Linked DNA regions of Danio rerio: region 1 is linked to region 2. A link is a contact called in public Micro-C data. All regions are on one chromosome and are shown on one strand. The core of a region is the stretch at or near the end of the contact, and the rest is flanking DNA. Distances in the headings are between cores, read along the strand shown.

The links. Hi-C and Micro-C count contacts between places; a contact is called where the count stands out from the background.
Region 1: a contact with region 2 is called in a Micro-C map of caudal fin, with 2.9 times the contacts expected there. The contact joins the promoter of il12rb1 here to the promoter of atp5f1b in region 2. A contact is called at or near these places in 2 of 18 Hi-C or Micro-C datasets (caudal fin and hematopoietic stem cells).

Annotation. Positions count from the first base shown.
Region 1 is chr11:13,849,289-13,854,373 of GRCz12tu, reverse strand. It overlaps il12rb1 (interleukin 12 receptor subunit beta 1), which reads right to left and starts at 1,337. Exons shown (of 15, transcript XM_073916560.1): 1 at 681-1,337. mast3b (microtubule associated serine/threonine kinase 3b) reads left to right here and starts at 569. Exons shown (of 27, transcript XM_073916550.1): 1 at 569-875. The coding sequence starts at 832.
Region 2 is chr11:13,703,141-13,708,288 of GRCz12tu, reverse strand. atp5f1b (ATP synthase F1 subunit beta) reads right to left here and starts at 3,042. Exons shown (of 10, transcript NM_001024429.2): 1 at 2,858-3,042; 2 at 2,042-2,215; 3 at 1,778-1,952; 4 at 1,553-1,674; 5 at 262-446; 6 at 1-154. The coding sequence starts at 2,960.

The sequences.
Region 1 (5,085 bases), core at 88-2,587, 150 kb before region 2:
AAGTTAATGAGGACACTTTAAGCATTACAAATGAAACAAAGTGCACAGACACATTTATAATAAGATAATACTACATAGCCTTTAAAAAATAAGAAGAGTGTATTTTGATTTCATGCCGACTTTAAGTGATTTTTATTCAAAATTTTGTTCCATTTATACAGTTCCTTAAAGTCTGCATTAACAAGGGGTGATGGAAACCCAGTTAATCTGTTAAGAAATAGCCGTTTTTTAAGCAAAGCATATTGTTCATAAAAAGACAGTAGCCTATTAGATAGCTAACTCAAAACCCAGAAGTTTAAAAACATAGTCTCACGACAAGTTAGTTTTGATAAATAAATCTTAAAACAGCTTGCCATACAAGCAGCTCATTGGCGAAAAGCTGCCCTGATGCCATGAAAACTGTAATTACATGCTAAGACATCAAGTCAAAAACAAGTCTCTCATAAACATTTAAATGACATCTCTTTGTACTTTTTTTTCTTTTTTGTTTCCTTTCCACCTGTGTTGTTGCACGTTGTTGTAGCACACCTCCCCGAGCAATCACATGGGAGATGTGACCGCACCATTCAATCTCAATCATCTCTCACTCGCTCTGCCTACCACAGTCACTTTCGCTTAGAAACATGACATCACTTTAACTAAAAGTGTTCACAGAGAATTAGTCTGTTTTAATGGAGTACCTGCGCCGGTGCAGCAGAAAACCTCTCGCTGTCGTTTGGCAGATGTTAAACGACGATGTGTAAACAGTGGACACTTTGTGTTGTCTCGCGTGAGATCTGAAACAAGCTGTTTGTTTTCACCTGACCGTTCTTCTTCACGGGGTTCTTAGAGATGAAGAGGAGAGACAAGCTGAAAATCCCCTCCCTCACTTTGGAGTAAGCTCAAATATATATTCTTTCGTTGTTCAAATGTTCGTGATGAATTATTTACTCGAGATGGGGGAAACCCCTCGGAACTGCTGTGAGAGACGAACCGACAAAGACAGCTGATAAATGTTATTAAATAACGTCGTTTGTTCATATTTCTGCGTATCCCCGCGTTATTCTATGGTTGGTAATGATGTGAAATAAACTAGCAAAAAAAAGTAACGATATAGGTAGCACTAGCATTGACAAGTGTTTGCTGTACGGAAGCAAATGTCAAAATTACTGTATCGCCTACAGTTTGGAACACGAGTTAAATAATGTCTTGCAGTATATTTTGTATATTCAGTATATAAACACTTCATTATTATCGATTAAATAGACAATTTTGTTCTTAGAGAGTGCATTTCCTTTTATTTTAATGCGCACGACTAAATCTGACAGTCAGTGTCCTTGTTAATAACGACTTTTGTTTATTCATTTGAATATATATCAGGGTTTCTTCTGATTTAGCATTATAGAAATTATTTAATGTTTAATTAAAAAAAAGTTAAATGCTAAAATGTAGGATTGTTAAACAAGTTTGAATATATTTAAAAGCACATTGTGTTAAATTTTACATTAAAATATTTTTTTGACGTAAAGTAGCCTATACCTTACCTCTTTCAGCAATATATTTTTATTAAAATTATACATGAACTTTACTGCAAAATGATGTTTAAAATTATAAACTTATAATTTATGAAAACAACAAACCTTATGTATGTATGTATGTATGTATTATTATTATACACATTATAGTTCATTGTTATGGTTTTTGATCGTATCATCCTCTAAAGAGTAATGCTGTTCATTATTTTTTAATGTTTATTGCATTATTTGAGTTCCATGAGTGTTGTGATATATCTTGATATTTTAATGGTAGGCCCATTACTATACATTTACTGTAAATTTCTGAAAATCCACTGTAAATATAACAGCATATACATTCATTTTCGCTGCCTACAATTCCAATATGGTCTTCACCATAATCTCCATGCACCAAATGTTATTTTATTGGAATGACTCCACATCACGTTGCATCACATTACAGCTGAATACATCAGGGGATTGCAGATGCGCTTTCTATTGGGTGAACACTCTAATCACACTTTCAGGATCCTACTATGAGCCAAGCTTTTAAGTGAGAACACGAGTCTGAGTGTTCTGACACTCTCCTTATCGCATCCGTATCGTTCTCGCAATGTTTTCCTGCTTTTTCTGACACTTGCTTCTGCCTGCCTTCAACATGATCACTGCAGCTTTCCAACCCTGTCCTCCCACTCTGAGCTTGGAGTGAATATAGTCGACCCCACAACCCACTACATTTCCAATCCCAGCGTGTAGGAGCTCGCATCCGGAGCATCCTTCTTCAGCAGAAGCATCTGCAAATATGATTGAGGATTACTGCTGTTGTTTAATGGGGATTTTCTCCTTTGGGTTCCAGAAAGCATTGCATTGTATCTATGATATTATGAGTTTGACGAAACAATGCAGATTCTGAATGTGAATGCACAGAGAGCTGTTGAAAGCAGCATAACATCAGATTGTTGAGCACAGGGGGGTAGGATTCACAGTTGGGTCGTCTCCAGTTTTCTCACTTCACCATGACAACATCTTCACACTTCCACTGCGCTTGTTGCTATCCATTGCGGTGAGAATATGCAGACTGCCAGACGGTGGCAGCCCTATTTGTACAGTCATACATATTTAACGTTCCAGTTAGCTTTTAGGTCACCAAAAAATGCTCATTTGTTATGCAAACCAGAGAGTTCATCAAAGTTTGACTCATGCTATAGCCAGAGCACTTCGGGGGATATTTAGTACAAAGGGTAGAACGGCCAGTTCTAAAACAGTGTCATTAAGGTCACAATAATCAATACCTTTCTAAAGCAGCTCAAGCTAACAACATGCCTCGTTTCTGTTGTGGTTTGCTCCATTAATCGGATTTCAGTTTGACTTTACGTGTAAATACCTAGCCAGAGTGTGTTATGGTGCCCGGCTGATGATGTCACTGAATGGCGTGAAGGAAACATGAGAACCTGCAGTTAATGGCCCAAATGCTTTTTTTGTGGAACTGAAAGTTATGGTGGCAGTAAACAGTAAGTGACTTTGAAGGTCACACATTAAAGTCATTTACTGAATGTTTACAGTGGTGAAACAGCTTCCACCAAGCAATTTTGTGTTTAAAAGACATCTAATTGATATCTAAACATACTAAACATGTCATGGCTTAAAACATGGCTAAATTTGGCCTGTCAGTGAAAACCCAATAGACGTCTAACAATAGCCCAAAACTATATTCAGACATATCTGACTGACTTCTCATTAGGACTAGGCAATACGACAAACATATTATATCCTTATGACAATAAACGTATATCATATTAACTTTATATATATATATATATATCAACATGGGGACGCAGTCATGCAGTAGGTAGTGCTGTCGCTTCACAGCAAGAAGGTCGCTGGTTCGAGCCTCAGCTGGGTCAGTTAGTGTTTCTGTGTGGGGTTTGCATGTTCTCCCTGTATTCGCGTGGGTTTCCTCCGGGTCGGGTTCCCCACAGTCCAAAGACATGTGGTACAGGTGAATTAGGCTAAATTGTCCGTAATGTATGACTGTGTATAGATGTGTATTTATAAAAAATGTACTCAATCATCTTTTCTCATTTATTTAGAACTCCTGTGTAAATATTGGATTAAATATGTAGAAATATATTATGTATAAAAAGATGAAATCTAAAACACTTTTACCCAACATAAAATATTGATAAAGAAATGCTAAATGTAAACATTGTACTACAAGCGTGCAACGTTCTCTCCATGTGTTATTCTTGTTTCTGTTTTAGTCTAATATCCCATTCTCAATATTAATAGACTTTGTATTTTTGCAAAACAATATGTAGTATATCATTATAAGGTATTGGATGAAAACCGTTTTTCAAGGTTTACCGCAGTTTGGAAAAGTCAAGGTTTTAAAACTGCCAACCTTTCTGTTATATCGTTCCTACCCAGACATTTTAAAATAGCATATTTTAGATCAGTAATTACAAAACCGTGATACCGTGATATTTTTATCCAAGGTTATCATACCGTCAGAATCTTATACCAGCCCATGCTTGATCATCATATTGCATAGCTCTACTTCACATTTGTAATTAGGACTACATATATTTCTGCGATATACAGTATATTGCGAGTGGAATTTCTAATACTTAGAAATAAATCATTTTACATTGATAGGGAATGCATCGGCATGAAATTTAATAAACAAAATGACAAGCGTAAACTAATACAACAGAACAAAGATGCGAATTAAATAAACAGTACTCTAAGAAGTTTAACTGTTAAGGTTACGCAATTAAATAATCAGATGTAAAATAACACTGTAGACATAGTCAACAGTCAACAACACTCATTGTCTTTGGACAGTTTTGAAAAATATTTTGGCTCACTCCAAGTGTTAATGTAGTATTCATAGTAGAAAAAAATTAAACGCAATAGCCCAAAAGATTTAAATTCTCTTAATATCTTACTCAGTCACAGTCTCAAAAGGTGAATTATAATCCAAACTTGACATTGCAGATACTGTGATGTGACTATCTATGCCAGAGATTCCCAAACTAGGGCCTGCTGGTCAAAGTTCACCCTTGGTAACTTTTAATTTGGCCCTCCATCCCATCTTAGAAGGGAGGTAGTTTTTTTTTTTGTACTTTGTTTTATTGCTGAGCTACAAACAAGCATACTGAAATTAAATGTTTCAATTAAAGGTTGTGAATGAATCCGATTTTAAAAATACACTGTGACTGATGTATAGAATACCATGCAGAAGACATGGCAGAGGCAGGTGCAGCTTTACTAGTGGATTCAGCATTGATCTCCATTGTGTTAAAAAGGAATTATGTTTTTATTCTTATAAGTTTATAAAACTATAAAAAAAAAAAAATTTAAATATAAAAAAATATTAAAAAGTCTTTATTAATTAGTATGCAATAAATTAAGAAATTATTAATTGAAAATTTAAAGTAATTAAACACAAATATATATATATATATATATATATATATATATATATATATATATATTGCTGCTTGTTAAACCTTTTGTAAAATGAGCTTAAACAACACAATTCTGGAAATTTTTTTCTGGGACTACTTAATTATTTAATGTTTAATCCACT
Region 2 (5,148 bases), core at 1,793-4,292:
ATCCAGCCTGGGTGAAGCGGAAAATGTTGTCAATAAAGAGCAGCACATCCTGTCCCTCCTGATCACGGAAATACTCAGCAACAGTCAGTCCTGTCAAAGCCACACGGGCACGGGCACCTGGGGGCTCGTTCATCTGTCCGTACACCAGTGCCACCTAACAATCAAGAGGACCTTGTAATTTAATGCTTTTCTAAAGTTTACAAGCATAATCCTTTTAGCTTTACTTCTCTACGAGTGGATCTGAGAAGATCTTCAAGTCACCTTTGAGGTGGTGTCCTTCAGGTTGATGACACCAGACTCAATCATTTCATGGTAGAGATCATTTCCCTCACGGGTCCTCTCTCCCACACCAGCAAACACGGAGTAACCACCATGAGCCTTAGCTACGTTGTTGATCAGCTCCATAATCAACACAGTCTTTCCCACACCAGCACCACCGAAAAGACCTGAAAACGAGATGGTGCTTTAAGTTAGCTCAAGCATGGCACGATTTGAAACTAGCAGAACCCAATATAGAGGGGTAAAAAAAAAAAAAAAAAAAAAAACCTCAAAGATTCTTTGAAAAATAAAAAATTCCAATATTAATGACAAAGTAATTGACTAATGTTCTTTATTTACATTGTCACCATTTTAACTGTACAATTCTAACCATTAACAAAGCAAGTCTCTTAGCTACTAATTTACTGCTTATTAATATTTAGTAATGTAGTAGTTGTGTTTAGTTATTGGGTGTGATTAGAGATTTAGTAGCCCCAGCACACTTATGGTCGCAGCTGATAGCAGCATATGATTATAATTGATGCAGGTTGCAACCATGGCTCAGAAAAGACAACAGCAGTTTGGAGCCGAGAAGAGAACAGTAGTAGCAGATGAATCCAGTGCATCACTTTTAGGTAGATTAAGTCCACGAATCTGGAAAACTTAGTTACATACAATGCACAATTTCACTGTATGCATTTATTATAATTCAGTGCAGTTACTTTGTTTATTCTTTATCTTTGTCCATTTCTTACTGCTTCGGTTTTACCAAGCTGTCAAGTTCCTTTTGTTGCATTGCTGCAATGACAAGTCTCTGGTCTTTACATCGGTGTATGGCTGTGTTTTCAATAGGCAATAGTAGGATAGTTGTTGAGTTTAGGTTTTGGGGTATAATTAGAGATGTAGTTCAAGATTACTTTAGAAGTATTAATAAACAGGTAATATCCAAATAGGCAGTTAATAGTGTGAATTGGTACTTAAACTAAAGCATTACCAAAATTTTTAATTGATTCATTTGATGGCAACAATGTCAACAGTAATAAAACCATACGATTGTCAAAATAAAAAAAATCTAATTATAGTTTAATGATCTAGCATTATTTAACAATGCTAAAACTATTGTTAAACAACCATATGGTCTCAGGATTCTTTGTATTGGAAATTTATAAATCAATACTAAATCAATATATTTATATCAAATGTATTACATTCTATATCAATGTATTTTATATGTTAATATTAACATTTCAATCTTTGAATTCCTAATTCTTTTACTTTAAATGTATATACACACCAATCTTGCCACCCTTGGCATAGGGTGCCAGCAGATCTACGACCTTGATTCCTGTGACCAGAATCTCCTGCTCGACACTCATGTCTGTGAATTCTGGAGCCTCCGCATGGATGGGGGCAGTCCTGCATAAAAGTCACAATCAACTTAACGTACATCTGAATCTCAGAAAATCTTTTTTTTTAGCTTTCAAACAAGCTTCTGCTTAAGCAATCTTTAAATACTCACTGTTTTGTGGAAATTGGTCCTCTCTCGTCAATGGGCTCACCGATGACATTCATGATCCTGCCAAGCGTCTCAGGTCCGACAGGGATTCTGATGGGGGCACCAGTGTCAAGAACCTTCTGACCACGCACCAGTCCCTCGGTACCATCCATAGCGATTGTGCGGACAGTGTTCTCCCCTAAAGTAACAGCAAAAACGTTATAGAACAACTGTAATTAATAAATAAATATTACATTACTCAGATTGACTGTGCATAAATTGTATTACCCAAATGCTGAGCCACCTCCAGGACTAGCCTGGAATCACGGCCGGCTACTTCCAGGGCATTCAGAATGGGTGGCAGACCCTCGTCGAACTGGACGTCCACAACGGCACCGATGACCGCGACAATACGCCCGCTGGCGGCGGCAGCAGCAGCGGCAGGAGCAGCATAATCCCTGCCTGTGGAGAAGGAAGAGAAACAGATCAATAATCACATGCACACGACACAGAAAATAATCTATTTGTAATCAAAGTCATTCAAAAAAATATGAAATTCTTAAGTTCCTTGTTTTGAAAGCCGTGTTACTATATTATTGTATTTATTTGCACAATGACACGAAGTCGCAGTGTAATGAATGAACGCTAGCACAGCTATACATAAAGCGATTGGAAACATGCTTATATCTGACTGCAGTGTGCATCTAAAAGCAGTAACTGTTTATAAATGTTCATAAATGCGTTTGCATTATCCCGTGATCTTATTCCACATGTCTTCTGTACCATGACCTCGTAGGCTGGGAAACAGCTAGCAACGCGAGCCTCCTCTCCATGACACATAAAGGTCATTCCCGATTTCTTACCAACAACAACTAGCTGTTGTCATTAAAACAGAGTACTGTGGTATGACAACACATTTCCAGCTGAATTAAAGTCAAATTAGTGCATCAGACGAAACCAATCACTAAAAATATTGACGTTAAACTTTGCGGCCTGCACTTAGAGTCCCGCATGCTGCCATTTAGCGGTCTCGCGCCGGCGGTGACGTTGCTGTCAGAAAAGCTGCGCTAAAACAACTTTCAAAACAAAATGTATTTCACTTACGTGAAAACAGAGATGGAGCTCCGTTGAGAGCCTTCAGGGGGTGAACCCCGGGCTTGAGAGCCTGCAAAGCCCCAGTGCAGCAGCGTCCCACAGCTCCCAACATTGTTAAAATGGCTGAAGGTGGAATCGGGTAGAGGCTGAGGAGCTTATATATAGTGCCGCTTGAACCTCGCACTGCGCATGCGTGGAAGACAATGGCGACACGGGAACTAAGCATCTGCGCATGCGTTGGAGTTGAAGGACAGTCTGGGCATTATGAATAGCATTTTAAATCTGCAAGGGAAGTCTATGCAAATGAACAACTATAGCCATATATATTTATATCTGTATAGCTACACATATATAAATATTATAACGTTATTTCTATTATTGCCGTTATTACTACAGTGCAGAAGCGCTTATTTTTAGATGCAATAGAATTTAGGATGTACCCTAACAGTTTGTGTGCGTGCATTATCCGCTTAAAAGCTATGTTAGAAAATATGAAATGCTTTTGAGCAGATAAGATATAACGTTAACAAAGAAACAGTAACGTTAAATGTCTCACAGTTTCTTAGCTCTGATCTCAACTGTTTTTGTGTAGTTGTTGTTGTTTTATTGCAATAACAACAGGCCATTCCAACAAATAGAAATACAAAGCAGATAGAAGTATAGTACAAGCAAAACAAATATTACTTTTTTGCAACAAGAGAAAAGTAACAATTTTAAAATAAATATAATAAAGGTAAAGAAAAAGAAAGACAATGAGAAAGAAAAAATAAACAAAAATAAATGAGGGTACATGACAAAAAAAATAATGCAGAATATTAAGTAAAGCACATGTTTTATACGTTTTAATTGCTTTCTTGTTATGAGACTCCGTGATGGTTTTTAAATACAGTTCCAATTCTCTTTTAAAAAAAATAATAAATCGGCTTACATTAAGTATATTTGTATTTGTGTATAAAAAAAAACTTTTCAATAAATAAAATGAGGTTTATGCAAAAAAAAAAAAAAAATGTTTTTCTTTTAAACCCCAAAACAACATGTCTATAGCTATAACCTTTTGGACAATTAGAGGGTTTATATCAGACCAGAACGACTTAACAGAGGGACATTCCCAAAACAAGTGAGCAACAGACTCAGAGGAAGTCTCACAGAAAGAGCAAGACACGTTAATGTCATTTTTTGAATTTTTGTAAAAATAAAAAATTAAAAAATCTTTAACTGGATACAATCTGTGAATAATTTAAAAAAAAATGTTTTTAATTTTATTTGTTAAAAAATTCTGGGGGAGTGACAAAACATACGACCATTTAATATAATCAAAAAGGTTGTTCCTATAAGAAACAGAAGAAGGATTTGAGATGACAAGGTCTAAAAATAAAGACCTAATTTTATAATTGGATTTTTTAGTGGAGAAACAAATTGATCCAACAACAGTAGAATCAGAATAGGGGAACATAATGAAATCAAAGAATTATTATTATTTCTAAAAAGCATAGAAATGTCAGAGGAGATGGCCTAACAAACAATGGTAGATTCTTTTTTTAGATTTAGGCACTAATCTCAAGTGTGTCAGTGAAGATTTCTAGCCTATGTTTGCTAGCTTATTGCCACTAGGTGTCGCTGTTGTTTAAAACTCTATTTAATTATCACCACTGAAACTTTAGAGAACTAAGGTTAGAACTGAAGTGCATGGCCAGGTGTGTATGGTGACCCCTGCCTTCACTGTCAAGAAACATAAACGCAAACAGCAGTAAAACTTTCAGGTTAATATTATAAAAGGGCCATTGTGATATTATTCTGATGGTAAAAAAATCTAACAAAATTTGTGTCTCAAGAAGTTCTATAGCTCATACAAGTACATCAGTAAAGCTACAAATACACTTAAGGTACTTAATTTAATTTCAGTTGAAAAATATTGTACAGCATTTCAAATAAACTATTGTTTGTCAATATCGTATCATCCAGCTCATCTTATCAGGTGAAGAGGTTTTCCATGGAGTTTTCATCAAGATCCTCACAGATTCTTCACATGCTGTTCAACAGATCCAAATATCCTTAACTTAAATTGAGACTACATAAACAAACACTGTTTTGGTTTTGCTATTCATATTGTCTTTAATATAAAGAAAACATCCAAGATGTGTTTCTTTTATACCACTTTTTTGTGTAAGTAGATTACAATATATAATTTTATAAGCTCCAACTTACATATAATACATGCACCGTATTTTTTAAATAAAAATCTGCAAATCTAGCATTTTTTTTAACAAATTACAAATATGTACACATGTGTGTGTGTGTGT